Linked DNA regions of Mus musculus: region 1 is linked to region 2. Evidence: chromatin contacts called from public HiChIP or PLAC-seq data. All regions are on one chromosome and are shown on one strand. The core of a region is the stretch at or near the end of the contact, and the rest is flanking DNA. Distances in the headings are between cores, read along the strand shown.

Region 1 (6,988 bases), core at 3,344-5,843, 45 kb after region 2:
CAGCATGTGAAGTCTTGTCCTATAAGGACAACGGTTATTTCATATGGTCTTTGCTCTGGTTCCGCCTGACCTCACTTTAGTTTCATCCAGAAAGGCTCTTTCCAAACAAGGTCACCCTCTAGCTGGACAGCGATTCTGGCTGGCGATGGGATGGATGTTCTTTAACTCAAGACAAGACAGCGGTGAGACATGCACGGCATGCTGTTCACCTATGGAAGGGGTTACGTCAGCACAAGGAAAGGGCTGAGGAGCCAACGTGGGCACCAGAAGTGACGAGAGACTGGAGAACAGGGAGGGTGAGGATGTGGGGGCAGGGAGGTCAGGGATGGAGGCTGAAGATGTTCATGTGGGGAAACAAAAAGGACGCGGAGATGAATAGGATTCCAGCTAAGTAAGGGGTGCATTCTAGAACCTTCCCTAGGGGGCTGGTGGCTTCTGAGCCCAGCCTTCAGTGACACAGTTCTGTAAGGCTCAGGATGTGATGGAAAGAACGCACACAAGTGGGGGAGGTGGAGGCTCTGGGAAGAAAGCAGAAGGCTGAAACGTACACACAAGCCAGGACCTTGCCCCAGCAGCAGGAGCTCACCAGGGACACTCCAAACCTCCTGGCTCAGCGCGTGGGCACCCCTCAGAATTGCTGATGGCTGACCTAGAGTAAATACCCCTCCCTGTGAGCTCACACTTCAATTAGGCCTCTGCTCCCTCCAGTCTGGTCCCTTACTCTCTGCTGCTGTCTGGGGCGCTGCCTAGTAGGCACCAGTGGTCTGTTGATGCCCAGGACAGGGGTCTCTATCCCGAAATGCTAAGGGGGAGGGGAACCTCGGCTTCTCTCAGAGGTGGTGCCCTTTGGATTGCCTGTGCTGTCCAGACGAGGAGCAGGAACCTGGGGCTGCATGCTTCCAAAAACTCCCACGCGCCCTTGGGAGATTAAACAGAAGCTTTAGTCATTGAAGGTTCCAGAAGCCAGGCATGTGAAGTCAGTGTGGCTGCGCTGAAATGGGGTGTCGACAGGGCCCCACTCTCCCTAGGAGATCTCTCTCCATGACCCTTCCCACTTCTTCAAAGGCAGCATCTTCACTCCCACCATAGAAAATGCTTAGTCATCCCCTTATCATACATGCTCAGACCTGTGACTGAGGGCACACAGATAAAATCAGGAGTTTCCCATTTCCCGCCCCTCCTTTCTGTTGGGCACAGAGTCTTCCGTAATAACTCAAGCCGGTCCCAGACTCATGATCATCTGGAGCAGGGGGTTGGCAGGAGGCACCACCATACCTGCCTTCATGTCTGTGTTATCTTTTTTGTTTTCTGTGTTGTACTGGTTAGCATGGAGCTCATGATGTAGGCAAGGCTGTCCTTGAACTTGCAGCAATTCTTCCTTAGGTGGAGTGACAGACATGTGCTATCAGGACCAGCTCCGTCTTACTAAGGATGCCCCTGTTGCTGATTGTAGTGTGGGAACTCGAGAGCAGGCCCCATCTGTGCAAGGCAGCCTGCACCTCTTGGTTTATACTCTGTGACGAAGACTGACTTCCTTTCAGTATGATGTTGGGTTCTTGGGAGTAGGACCGGGTTTGTCTATGGGGCCTGTATTCTGCCCAAGCAAAACCCTCAGAGGCTGTATACAGGAGGTGTAACCAACACTGCCACTCAGGTTCTTCACAAGTGAACACCAGAGTGTCTTTTAAAATTGTGTGTATGTGTGTGTATATGTATGTGTGTGTATGTATCTCTGTGTGTATATGTGTATATATCTGTCTGTGTGTCTGTATCTGTGTATGTATGTCTGTGTATGTCTGTGTCTGTGTGTCCTCTGTGTATATATGTGTCTGTGTGTCTGTGTGTATATATGTGTCTGTGTGTATGTGTGTGTAAATGTGTCTGTGTGTCTGTGTGTGTATATGTGTGTGTATGTGTGTATGTGTATGTGTGTATAGAACCTGGGCAGTTCTTTTCTTTCCCCCCGTGGATCTCGGGGATTAAATTCAGGCCTTTAGGCTTGGCAGCAAGCACCTTTACCAACTGAACCGTCTCCCAGGCTCTAGGTTTTGGTTCCCTTACCTTTTTTTTGACCTGTCTTGAGTCTCAAGTAGCTTTAGCTGTTCTTGTCCTTGCTGCATAGCTGAGGGTGACTTTGAACTCCTGATCCTCCAGGCTCCACCTCCCAGAACTGGCATGAGAGCTGAGCACTGCCATCTCTGATCTCTGCTTCTAATGAAGCATGGCACAAAGACCTTTTTTTATATATTTGTTTGTGTGTGCACGCATGTGTGTGCATTTGAGTGCACATGTGAGTGCACGTGAAGGTCAGAGAACAACTTTCTGGAATCAGTTCTCTCCTACCATGAGAGTTGTGGTGATCAAACTCAGGTCATGGGTCAATATGCAGAAGACCAAGGTGTCCTTGAACTTGTAACCCTCCTGTCTCTGATACGGGGTTACAGGCATGAACTACCATAGCAAGTACCTATACTCTCAGAGGCATCTTAGCTACCCTGGTCTTTTAAAAGAAAAAATTTAAAGGTGTTTTTAATTAATTTAAAATGTTCTATGTGTGTCTCTGTGTGCACACTGCATGGGTGCAGGTGTCTGTGGGGGCAGAGCTCCTGTATGTGGCATCTCCTGGAACTGGAGTCACAGATGGGTGTGAACTGCCTGATGTGGGTTCTGGGAGCCAAACTTTCTCCAGCCATCCAGGGTCTTTATTGAAGACTGTATTTTCCATGCTTCCTTGGGGTTGCAGACCACAGGTGTGTTTCCTAGCCAATGAGATCCCAGCGTCTGGAGGGTGTGATTTATGGCTGTGGCTTCCTCCTTCGGTCTCCTCCTTATGATGGGTTTTTTTCTTTTTCCTTTTTCTTTTTTGGAGTTTGATGACCTGGCAAGGGACCTATTGGGATGGCACTGTGACAAACATCTCAGAGATATTTGAGTGGTGTGTCCCACACACTATACCTCCAGCTTGCTTCTTTAGTGATTCTTTGTTATGAATAAAAACAGACAATTACTGAGTAAGATGCTGTGCTGGGCACTTAACATACTTTGTTTCCAAGCTCCACAGCAATTATTACACCAAAGTCACCATCCTACAGGGAGGGCTTCATGAGAGTCACCACTATGACTCTCCTGTCCAGCTAAGGAGCCCCAGGCACACATGGGTGGAACCCGTTCCTATCTCAGAGCCAGCTGGGAATCAACAGCTTTGTGTGTTTGTGCCTACTTTGTCTTGTAGTCATTTAGGAGCTGCAGGGGTCTGTCTGTCTTTTCATTAGTGACTGTCAGGGATGTGGTGTGAGGCCATCGGGTCCAGTCACAGTGGGGGAAAGGTTTGCACAGGGACAGGAAGAGTAGCTGGGGTAGAGACAGAACATGGCGGCCAGGCTGGGAGTGTTAGATGGAAAGGGACAGCTTGTGTGGAGGTGAGGTGAGGCTCAATCTCTGCAGAGTGGTGCTTCTCTGGTTGGTCAGAGATTTAGGTCCTTGTTTTTCTTCTGCATTAAACAACAACAACAACAACAACAACAAAAAAAAGAGGCCGGGTGTGGTAGTACACACCCATAATTCCTGTAGTCTAGCTGCAGAGGTGAGGGACACGAACTTCAAGGTCATCCTTGGCTATCTAGTGAGTTGGAGGCTAGCCTGGCCTACATGAGACCCAGCTCAATACAACAAACAACCTCCCCTGAAAAGTACAAGACAGACAGACAGACACACACACACACACACACACACACACACACACACACACGACCAAGCCAACTCCCAAGCAATAAATTCAGGTGATAGTGTCATGTGCCCCCATTGCCCAGCATCCAGGCTGGTAAGTTATCGCTAAGTATCGCTGCTCAGAGGCAACTGTCCACCTTGGCACTTCTGTGTTCTTCTTCAAACCCTTCTCATGCACACTTAGATGTATACAGCCTTCATCTTCCTCGAGTGCTATTAACATTTTTCTTTAAGCTAAAACTTATTATTTCAGAAACAAGCATCCTATGTACTTTGAAGGTTCAGATAGCTATTTCTGGATGACGATGATGATGATTGTGGTTTGGTTTGGTTTTTCGAGACAGGGTTTCTCTGTGTAGCCCTGACTGTCCTGGAATTCACTCTGTAAACCAGACTGACCTTGAACTCAGAGATCCACCTGCCTCTGCCACCAAGAGTGCTGGGATTAAAATCATGTGCAACTACTGCCCAGTTTATTTCTAGATTATTGTAGTAAGTATCCCGCACACACGAAATTAAGCTTAGAAAATAGTTTTATTGTTTGAATTTTGTCGTGAAAATACCCTAGAAGCTGACTGAAAGTTACTCATTTCTCTCCCTCTGTACTAGGGATGACGGTAGGGCTTCCTATCTCCTTGGCAATCTCTCTATCACTAAATTATAACCTGGACCCAAAGTTGACTCTCTAAAGCTCACTCCTTGCAGTGATCTTGCTTCTTAAAGGCGCAGTGCCTGGTTCTGCATCACACCAAGTGTCCTGACTTTCTACCTTTCCAGCTGCACCCTTGCTCGCCTGCTCCTCTCCCCCGCCTCTCTCCACCTCTAAGATCACCTTGTAGCCTTGGCTGACCTTGAACTCACGAAGCCTCTGTGTCCCTAGTTCCTGTCTCCTTTGTCTCACCTTGGTCCGGAGGCTGCCAGGAGAACTAGAGTGAACTAGAGCAGGGGTTGTCTGGTGCCAGTGCTGGCCGGTGCCTGTGCTGGTGCTGGGGGTGGGACACAGAAGTGGTCCTGGAGAACCAGGCATCCTGGGCTGGATGAGGGATCATGTGACCGTCCTACAGTGAGGACCTGGAGAAGGAACATTCTCTGCTCTCCCTGTTCTCCCTGCAGCCTTTGGGCCACTTTTCCACCTTTAAAGAGGTCAACATGATACAGGGAGTTACATCAACAGGAACCTGGGTGGCCAGATAGGTCACAGACACGGCGACACACAGAAGGAGGAACACAGTCTCTCTTTGTTCCTGACTCACTTGCCTGTGTTCTTGTGACACACACACACCCCACCCCCACCGTGCACACACTCACATGCACGCTCACGCATAGCCACAGACACACATACACACAAAGACACACATACACAGACACACACACACACACACAGACACACAGACGTACATACACAGACAGACACACACACACAGACACAGACATACACACACAAAGACACACATACACAGACACACACACAGGCACACACACACAGACACACACACACAGACACACATACACAGACACACACACAGACACAGACACACACATACACAGGCACACACACACACAGACACACACACAGACACACACACAGACACACACACAGACACACACACAGACACACAGACGTACATACACAGACAGACACACACACAGACACAGACACACACACACAGACACACACACAGACACACAGACACAGACACACACACACAGACACAGACACACACAGGCACACACACACACACAGGCACACACACACAGACACACATACACAGACACACACAGAGACACAGGCACACAGGCACACACACACACACACACATACACAGACACACACACAGACACAGACACACACACACAGACACACAGACATACATACACAGTCAGACAGACACACACACAGGCACACACACACAAAGACACACACACACAGACACACACACACACAGGCACACACACAGACACAGACACACACACACACTTTGTTGTCTTGATGACCAGGAGGAAATGGTATCCTAGCTGGGTATCCTTCAGACTACAGGATCATAGCCTGCTCTGCCCCCTCTCCCAAGCCCGCAGCTAACCCTGAGCTCCTTTGGGCCTCCCCTAAAACCTCTCTGAGATCTTCCTCACCAGCATGCCTGCCTTGCTGGAGTTTATTACGTGTGAATGTACGCAGTCCTTGCCTGTCTGCCCTCCTATCTGCCCCTCGTGCAGAGGGAAAGAACTGACTAAGCTGAGCTTTAAACATGCCAGTGAATGAAGAGGAGAAGAAGAAAAACCTAAAAGAATAGTGAGGCTTAGGGTCATCCAGCTGTTAGCAGCTGGGGTCACCGGACCCGGGCACTCTCCATACACAGTAGTGACACAAAACTTCCTTGGCAGAATCCACCTCTATTTGACATCAGAGTCAACTGGTCACCTGCTGTGGCCTCCTTAACCAAGGAAGATGGCAGCAAAGACTTGTAGATAACTCTCCAACCATCTGCATAATTGAAATGGCGAGTGGCCTGGGTGTGGCACAGTCTGGAACCTTCTAGAGGAGCAGGCCTTGAGCAGACGCTGGCTCCAGGGATGCAGGGCACAGAGCCCTGTTCTACTGAATGCTTTCCCGTGTGGTTACAGAATGGGTCAGGGGAGTGTGTCAGCCAGGTGTCTGTGTGCTATAAAGGCAGCTGGTTTGAAAAAGCACAACAGGTTTTGCTGTTTTTGTTTGTAATATAAGAGCCCGGCAGCGGTTGGGGCAGAGGTTGGCTTCTCTATGGGCAATCCCCTTTCACCTAGGCATAATGGCATCCCATAAATCTCCAGGCAGAGACTGGCATTCTTGTAGGGCATAGATATCCCAGACCAGGGACCCGGCAAGCCTCAGCTTCTGTAAGGCACATTAGAATTGGGCTGGAGACGCCGCCTCAGATTGGTTAGGAGGGGGCATGGTGCAGGGCCAGCGGCTGGCTGGGCAGAGGGTCTGAGCCTGCTTCTCTCTCTCTCTCTCTCTCTCTCTCTCTCTCTCTCTCTCTCTCTCCATCTTTGTCCCTTTGTCTCTTCACCTCATGTCTGTCTCTTTGGTTCTTTTTCTCTCCATCTTTGCCCCATCCTCTTCCCATCTCTGTCTTTCATTTCTTTGTTTCTCTCAATATCTTTGTCTCTCCTGGTTCTCTCTCTCTGACACTTTTGTTCTTTTTCTCTCTATCCTTCTCTGTCTCTCTCCTTCCTCAGTCTTAACTCTTTCCAGCTTTGTCACTCGTTCCTCCTCTTCCATCTG
Region 2 (7,563 bases), core at 4,834-7,333:
CTCTCTTCTTGTATCCAGGGGCTTCTGTGGCCAGGGAGCTCGCAGAATTAAATATGTACTCAAAGAGACATTAAATTGATCCGTATCGTCCCCATTTCTCAAATGTGGAGCAGTCGAAAGAGCCAAATTTTCACGATATACTCTGATAAGACAGGACGCCCCCGTTTCTGAAGGCGATACTATAGTCTGCTTCCCTCCTTCCCACCCCCACCCCCCAACCCCCGCCCCTGTTTTCCCCACAATGTCCTGTTAAGGAGCATAGGCCAGGTTGGAACTCATAATCCTCCTGCCTCAGCTTTTTTTTTTTTTTTTTTTTTTTTTTTTTTTACTGTTAACATCACATTAGTTTCTTGTATCTTTTGAATTTCTTTGCTTGCTTCTTAGATTAAAAAAGCAACATACAGCAAGCAGACAGCAGCAGCAGGTAACAACCTCCAACCCCCACCAGGAACATGGAACAGCAACAAGAAGAAGCAAACAAAGCTACTTTTCTAGAATGAAGTTTGAAATAAAACCAGAATGTTCAAGAGTGATTACTGTGTTTCTTTTGGAAGATCACTGTGACATTAATTGCAAACCCTTCCCCAAGGATAACAAATCAACCCAGCAGAGAGGAAGCCTCCTCATCAGCAAGGAAATGCGTCAGCTTTATCACCATGCCTCCCCTCCCCCAGCCTCAGCCATTGCTTCAGGGTATAGTCTGGCCGGAGTCCTCGGACTCGATTGTACAGAGTGGTCTGTGCTGTCATTGAAGTGAATTATATTAATAATCAAAGTTCTGGGATGCCTGGGAGGTGGTAGACTGACCCTGAGCACACATCAGGCCCCCCACAAAAGCAAACAGTGCAGATGTGGTGGCTCCCATCTGGGGAGGCTGAGGCAGGAGGCTCCCCTGAGTTTGTGGTTTTTTTTCTAAAGCCATACACACAAACACACACACAAACACACACACACACACACACACACACACACACACACACACACACACTACAAAATCTTCCGAGTATAATCAGTTTCCACCTGTCTTTTTGTTTTCTAATCTTTGCCCCAGAAGTGACTAAAAGAAAGCGTTAAAAACAAAAAACTCTAAAAAGCCCCTTGTGGAGGCTTTTTGTCTGAGCGTCAATCTCTGTTGTCACCGGTTTTTTTCCCCCCCAGGAGGTAAAAAATTTACATTTCTTTCTCTGGGAGGCTCTGTCATAAAATCTCTTTGTGCCCTTAAGACAGGAGCCTGACCCTGAAAGTGTCAAAAAGGAAGTTCGGTGGAGGTTGATGGCCCTCTTTGTCTGTGTTTCCTTTTATACAGTATTAATTCGAGAGGTGGTTTCAATACCTGCCCGCCCCGACAGAAGCCAGGTAAATTGCAGGGGCACATTGAGGAGTGGCCTCAGTAGTTGTTTTGATTTGCCTGCTGGGCAGTTCCTGCCCCCCACCCCCACCCCCACAGTAGGTGGTCAGCACTGATCTTACACTTAGCCCTGGCTTGCCTGGAACTCTCTGTTACAAGTAGGTTAAATTGACCTTAAACTTTCCATCCTCCTGCCTCAGCTACTAGTGTTGGGGTTGTATCTGTGAGTTACCACATCTGCTTCAGTTTTGAGTTTAGTCTTATTTAGCTGTTTCTGTATTTTATTGTACATTTGGGTCCCCCCCCCCCTTACCTCCTAAACTTGAATACCTGGACTGTTTCTTTACTGACCATTCGCAGAGGGGGTTTTCTGGCATTTAAAGACCCCAGCCTTACCCAGACAAGTCATCACCCCCTTTCCAGTGTAATTTTAGCTAGATCTGGGAAAGTAGAATGTGTCTGCAGTTAGATCAAACTAGAAATGAGGCAGGAAATGTCAATGATTTGGGCCTTGGAAATTAAACTTAAAAAAAAAAAAGATTTCTAGAAATGAGGCAGAAATTTCATGGAAATGTCAATGGTTTGGGCCTTGGAAATTAAACCTTTTTAAAAAAATATTCTTTTTACATCTACAAGTAAACCTGGAAACCCTTAGAGACGACCCTTTCCAAAGGTGGAGTTTTCAAGGGGGTGGGAGGAAGGCCAGGCAAGAGGGAGGAGGCCTGTCCAGGAGTGCCTTCCAATAGCGATAGCTGGCCTCCACGGGAATCTCTCCACCCACCCCTTTTTGCCTTTAAGAAATAAACGCTCCAAGCGACTTTACTGCTCACGCCTCGGCCCTCGGGGAGCTCTCTCTGGCCACTCTTCTGTCTTTAACCCCTGCTCACAGCCGGCTCCAGAGCTAACACCATGAGTTTCCAGTTGCTAAGGGTGAGGAGCTTACAGGCAGAGGAGGGCCACTGGAGGGGACCGCGGGGCTGGACCGGGCGTCCGTCCGTGGGCGCAGGGTCGCTGGCGCGCTGTCCTGCCGCCAATCTCCCCAGCCCTTGGCCACCGTGGGCCTCCTCTGCGCCTGGCGGCGACTAAGATAAGTGACTTAAGGCCGCGGGGCTCATCTGGCCTAGAGGTGTGTGGAAGCCTAGTACCCTAGAAGGCCTCTAGGTATATGGGTCTCCCGCCTGCGCTCGGAGCGCTTAGGTCGCTTGGATATGGGCCCCAGGACGCCCTGGGAAGGTGACAAGCCCGACTCCAAGTGTTCGAGGGTCCCCGGGGGCAGGGTAGGGCAGTCTCAGGATTGTCTCCTTCGGGGTTCTAGAGACTGGGAGAGAGGCCTCAGATTATTGTTTAAAGGAAGCCAATTCAGATTCACCTTTGCTGCCGCCGCAGAGAGAAGGATTTGGCCAGCGCTGAGCACAGGAGTGCGGCCCCCCGGGCAGGCCTTGGACAAAATGGGTCCCGGGGAGCCTGGTAAAGTCAAGGGTTCGAATTTCGTTTTACTTTGCCTGTTTGTAAAGAGTTGCCTAGTAGGAAGACCCAAAGGCTGGGAAACCGCTTCAGGCCCCTGCGGCCCTGAGCTAGACTCACTGAGCTGAGTGGGGCTGAGGTCCCTACATCTATGGGCCTACATTTATTCTGTTAGAAATTTTAAAAAATCGATGGGCATTATTTTGGAGCGCCCGAGGATTGTTATCAACAACACCTCTGCGCTTAGTTCTGGAAGCTCTTTGTGTTTTAAAAGGTATGTCTTTATTGTGCATGTGTTTAGAGTGTGTGCACACGCGCTGTGTGTATGGCCGTGGATAGGTACGCACTGTGTGTATGGCCGTGGATCTGTGGCGGGAGTAGGTTCTCTCTTCCTACCCTGTGTTTTTAAACTTGGCGGCAGGCGCCTCTATCCACGGAGCCATCCCTCCGGCTTTTGCCCAAAGTCCGGTGCTTGCCCATTCTAGGACAGGAGGGTGGGGCGTGGATGGACACCCTCCTCCAGAGATTTGTGGCAGAAACCGGTTTCTAGGGCCCTGCCCAACCCAGGCTGCTAGGTAGTTGACTGTAGTCCTTCATTGTCCCTAGGGGCGCGGAATAGAGTTCCCCACCCCACCCCCGGACGTGGCGCCGCACTTGCGAAGTGCTCGGGGTCCACCTTTTCTTAGGAGCCCTTTCCCTAAGGCCAAAAGAGGAGTCTTGCCGCCTGCACTTCAGTCCAGTTTTATAATAGAAAACTCCAAACTGACTTCTTTGGCCTTGGGTGGTGGCAGGATAGGAGACTGGAGACCCCAAGCCACATTGACAGACGCACCCTCGCGTGTTTCTTTGGAGGTGTCTCACATTTGGGCATTTAGGGTGCCGGTGAGCGCGCGCGCGCACACACACACTCACTCACACACACCTGGGCGGCTCCAGTCTCGTCCCAATGAGAGGGACCGACCTGCGTTGCCAGAGTGTGAGTGACTGCAGGCTCCCTAGGGGGCGGCAGAGCTGAGCCCCTGGCAGCCTTCCTTCCACTCCCATATCTCTGCACGGGGACCTTAGAGCAAGTTCTTAGTCCCGGGGACGGGGGGAATGGGAGGTGGGCAGGACACCTTACCCAGCCCTGGCTGCCAAGGGGTACAACCACACGGGTCAACGTCTTTCCGTGGGCGATGGTAGGAGATTGTTTGGAGCGCGGGAACCATCAGAGAAGCTGAGCTCTCAAGGAAGGCGGAAGCTTCCTGCACCTGGACTCTGTGTCCAGGTCCCGGCCCCCAAGCTGGGTGTGGATGGGACAGGGTCCTCCAGAGTCGAGGAAATCCTGTGTGCAACTGTCCTCTCCATCAAGCGCTGCGCTGTCGCTTTAGAGAGAATGAATAGCCTTGTCTAGCGGTTCCCAAGTCCCCAGACTCGGGGCGCGGGGGGGGGGGGGGGGGGCTGAGGAAAGGCGAATGCAGACCCTTCATGCCCTTCTGTCGTCCTCCCCCCTCCCCACTCGGCCGAAAGCTCCGGTGCAGAAAGCACTCGGTCCCCCTGGGCTTCTTGGATTATCGCTGAGGTGGGAAGAACAGGGAAAGCCTGGGGTAGGGTGAGCCGCACCGCCCCCCCTGGCCAGGAGAGGAGCGGAACCCCGCCAGACCTGTGACAGTTGCCTTCCAGAGAGAGCCTGGGACCTGGCGTTCCCAGTCCTGAGCTTGATGCGGGCAGCACCAGTTCTTTCTGGAGCAGGTGCCCTCTTCTCCCGCTAATTCCAGGGCCTCTGTTTTGGAGGCTCGGTCTGGATTGCCTGCCTTTTTAACTTAGCCGGAAAAGCCCCCTTGATTCCCGCGGTTTCAACTTCCTGGGTCTGTTAGGGTCAACTGGCCAGAAAGCTATTTTGCATGCGGCTATTCTCTAAGACCATGGGGGAACGGTTGGCTTGAACATCTATTTTAATTTTAGTTACTTTACTTCAGGCCTATCTGGGTCTAGGGAAATGCTTACAGACGAGGAGCAGGAAGAGAGCAAATTATTTTAGTCTGTGGATACGGGAGGCACGTTCCCAACAGGTCCTGGCCACTGGGCTGATGGGTATCAAGAATTGTGTAATTGGCTTCGGAATCAATCCGAAATAGTCCCTGCCTCCAATTCCACTGTTTGAAGCCAATCTCCATATACTGTTGGGACGGACTAACAAGATTAGCTCTCGAGAACTGTGGACTTTCTGTTTGGGATGAAAAAAATTAACTATAACAATTAGGCCAATTATTTTCGTTTCGTTGAATTAAAAAATAACACTGAGTATTGCTTTTTGGCTTGGACGGAAAATCTTGGGGTGCAGCAGCATTCTGTGGATAGAAGCTTTGCTTTCTGCCTCCCATGGGACGAGGTGTGCCCATATCTCAGGGCGACCTCCCTGTAGTCCCCCTCCCACTTTACAGCACCTCATTCCACGCGGCCCGTGGCGATGGAGGTTTATTCTGCCTGGAACCTCTTTTCCTGGGCGAGTAGAGGCTTCTGAAGAGCCGCCCGTGACAGCTGCAGAACCGGCGCTCCGCAGGGCTGGGCATCGCAGCAGGGATGGGCCTGGGCGGGGGAGCTCGGGTCTCCTCCAGCCACGGCCCGCAGCCAGATACAGCTTCGGGCTATAGCTGCAGCACGCGGTTGTCCGATTTATTCACAGCAGGTATTACCGTGAGTTTCCTCTTTGGAGCTGGGGGAGCGGACTCCTTCTCGGAATCCTTCCCCTCCCTTCCCTCAGTGGGCAGGTCAGTAAAGTACCCAGGGAGAGGGAAAGGGGGGGGGGGGCACTAGGGAACAGTGGGACTTTAGCTATTTCTCAGCCCAATCCTTAAATGTCTGTCGGAACAGCTGGGGCGAGGTGTCAGGGAACCCCAGGAGTTGAGACACCCTGGAATGGGGCGTCTTCAACTCTCAAGTGACATCCATTTTTTAGGAGGATGAAGGACGGTTCTTGAGGTGGGGAAATCCCAGCTGTCAGCTCTGCCAGTCTAAGGTGTGCAAGGGGGCTGGCAGGCAAAGGAAGCCACGTTTGGGCACCTCAGCTTGGCAGGTCTGCGGTTGTCAGAGACCGCCCACTGATGCCCCTGCGAGCCCCTCGCGACGCCTGGTCCTGCAACACGCTAGGCAGGGTGCGGGGCGGAGCTAGGCAGGGACTGGCTGGGGGCTGCCCCGCCCGGCGCCTGGGCCTCCGCGCGGCGCCGGCCCCCGGGGAGGAGTTATGATAATTTCCTTCCCATTAAGGCGTTCGGGTCCCCCGGCTATCGCCGGGACACACTGTGAGGGTGAGGCTTCTCCGGTCCACGGCTGCGGCCTCTACACACCCACGGCGACCACATCTCTGTGCACAGCCACCGATGCGCGTCCAGTGACTGGGACAGCAAGGCCGGCGCGCGCGGCGGGGGCGGCGGCAGACGCCTGGCCACCGTGACCCCGATTGTGGATTTACCGCTCGGGGGGTGGGGGGAGCCTGGATTTAACTGGCGACTATTTTGGGGGACGCCGGACGCCATGTTGTGGAAAATAACAGATAATGTCAAGTATGAAGAGGATTGCGAGGTGAGCGGGGGCTAGGGAACGTAGCCCCGCCGGCCCGAGCGGGGTCCCAGGGCTGCTGGCCAAGGCTGGGGACGTTTGCGCGGAGCCCTCGCCTTCGGGAGGGATGAGGGCCAGTCTTCGGCCATCTCCTGGGCCCCTTGTTGAATCTGGTCTTGTCTCTCGGGGACAAGGCCTGGCAAGAGCGTGGCAAACCCACCCGCAGAACTCAACTGTGGGTTCCTACGAAGCGCACGGCCCTCCTTTCCATTTTCCCCGAAGAGCGCCCTGTCTCCGGGTCTCAGACGTGGCTTTTTTCCCACGAAGTCTGTCCAGTGTCCACGGAAGCTTCCCTGCCAGCGACACCTTTGAGGAGTCTCCTCCAAGGAAGGCTTGTCACCTGCCCCGCTACCTCCTCGAGAAAGAAAAAAAAAAAAAGAAAGAAAGAAAAGAAAAGTCCAAACAACTGCAACCTGGTTTTCAAGAGAAGTGGGGGTTGGGGACTGTGGGGTGGGGGTGAAGCCAGATGGGGCCTTGAGCGCTCGCGAGTACTCTAGCCTGTCGGACAGGTTGAGCTAGAGTTTCGGAGAGTAGGAGGGAGGGAGGCGGCGAGCGGGAAGAGGAAGAAGATTCAGGCGGCGCGAGGCGAGCACCGGGGAACGTGGGGAGGAGAGGCCGGCGGCCAGGCTGCGGGAGCGCACCGCACCCGCACGACCTCGAGGGGCTGCCCCTGCGTGCATGCCCGGGCGGCTTCCGCTAGGGGGCGACAGTGCCCCGCTCCTGTGTCCCTGCTACCCTTCTGACCCCTGGGACTGATGAAGACACATCTTTTAGGAATTAAGTCTGACCGCCTTGGGGCGAGGGGACGTGCGCAGGCAAAGGTTGCCCAGTTTGGCAGAGTCTTTTCATTCCTTCTCTACACCGGGATGTGTGAGAACCTTGACCATGGCCGGGCTGGAAGACCTCACTTCCTAAGGCGCAGAAGGCACGGGCTTGGCTAGCAAGGATCACAGCTCCGATCCCGCGTGTCGGCTCCCGGTCTCTCCGGACGACATTACTATGAGGCCTTACCTGAGAGTGTCACTTCCGCGGCGCGGCCGCCTCTTAAGGGAGTGAGAGGGGGATGATCCTTGGGGCGGGGAAACGCGCCCTTCGTCGGCGTTGCGCATTATCCGCGCTATTTGCGCGCCGCAGCGACATGGGAGGAGGGTTGT

The links. HiChIP or PLAC-seq counts read pairs in DNA pulled down with a chosen protein or histone mark.
Region 1: a contact with region 2 is called in an H3K4me3 HiChIP or PLAC-seq map of embryonic stem cells, with 7 times the contacts expected there. The contact joins the enhancer-like site here to the promoter of Tfap2c in region 2. A contact is called at or near these places in 4 of 39 promoter capture datasets (all in embryonic stem cells), 3 of 15 datasets of contacts at CTCF or cohesin (all in embryonic stem cells), 57 of 484 Hi-C or Micro-C datasets (8-cell embryo, the G1E-ER4 cell line, embryonic stem cells and 2 more), 14 of 115 datasets of contacts at active chromatin or transcription factors (embryonic stem cells and stem cell-derived neural progenitor cells) and 4 of 9 other capture datasets (adipose tissue, embryonic stem cells, liver and 1 more).

Annotation. Positions count from the first base shown.
Region 1 is chr2:172,589,923-172,596,910 of GRCm38.p6, forward strand. The region is part of intron 2 of Gm36038 (a long non-coding RNA gene); the gene reads left to right. Among named protein-coding and RNA genes, the nearest start is that of Gm36038, 16 kb to the left of the region's middle. Within about 2 kb of position 4,594, at least 11 of the 459 cell types and tissues checked have an H3K27ac peak or open chromatin away from gene starts, as enhancers often do. A contact at or near this core is called in 8-cell embryo, the G1E-ER4 cell line and embryonic stem cells, where this site is marked.
Region 2 is chr2:172,543,510-172,551,072 of GRCm38.p6, forward strand. It overlaps Tfap2c (transcription factor AP-2, gamma), which reads left to right and starts at 6,084. Exons shown (of 7, transcript NM_009335.2): 1 at 6,084-6,373. The coding sequence starts at 6,326.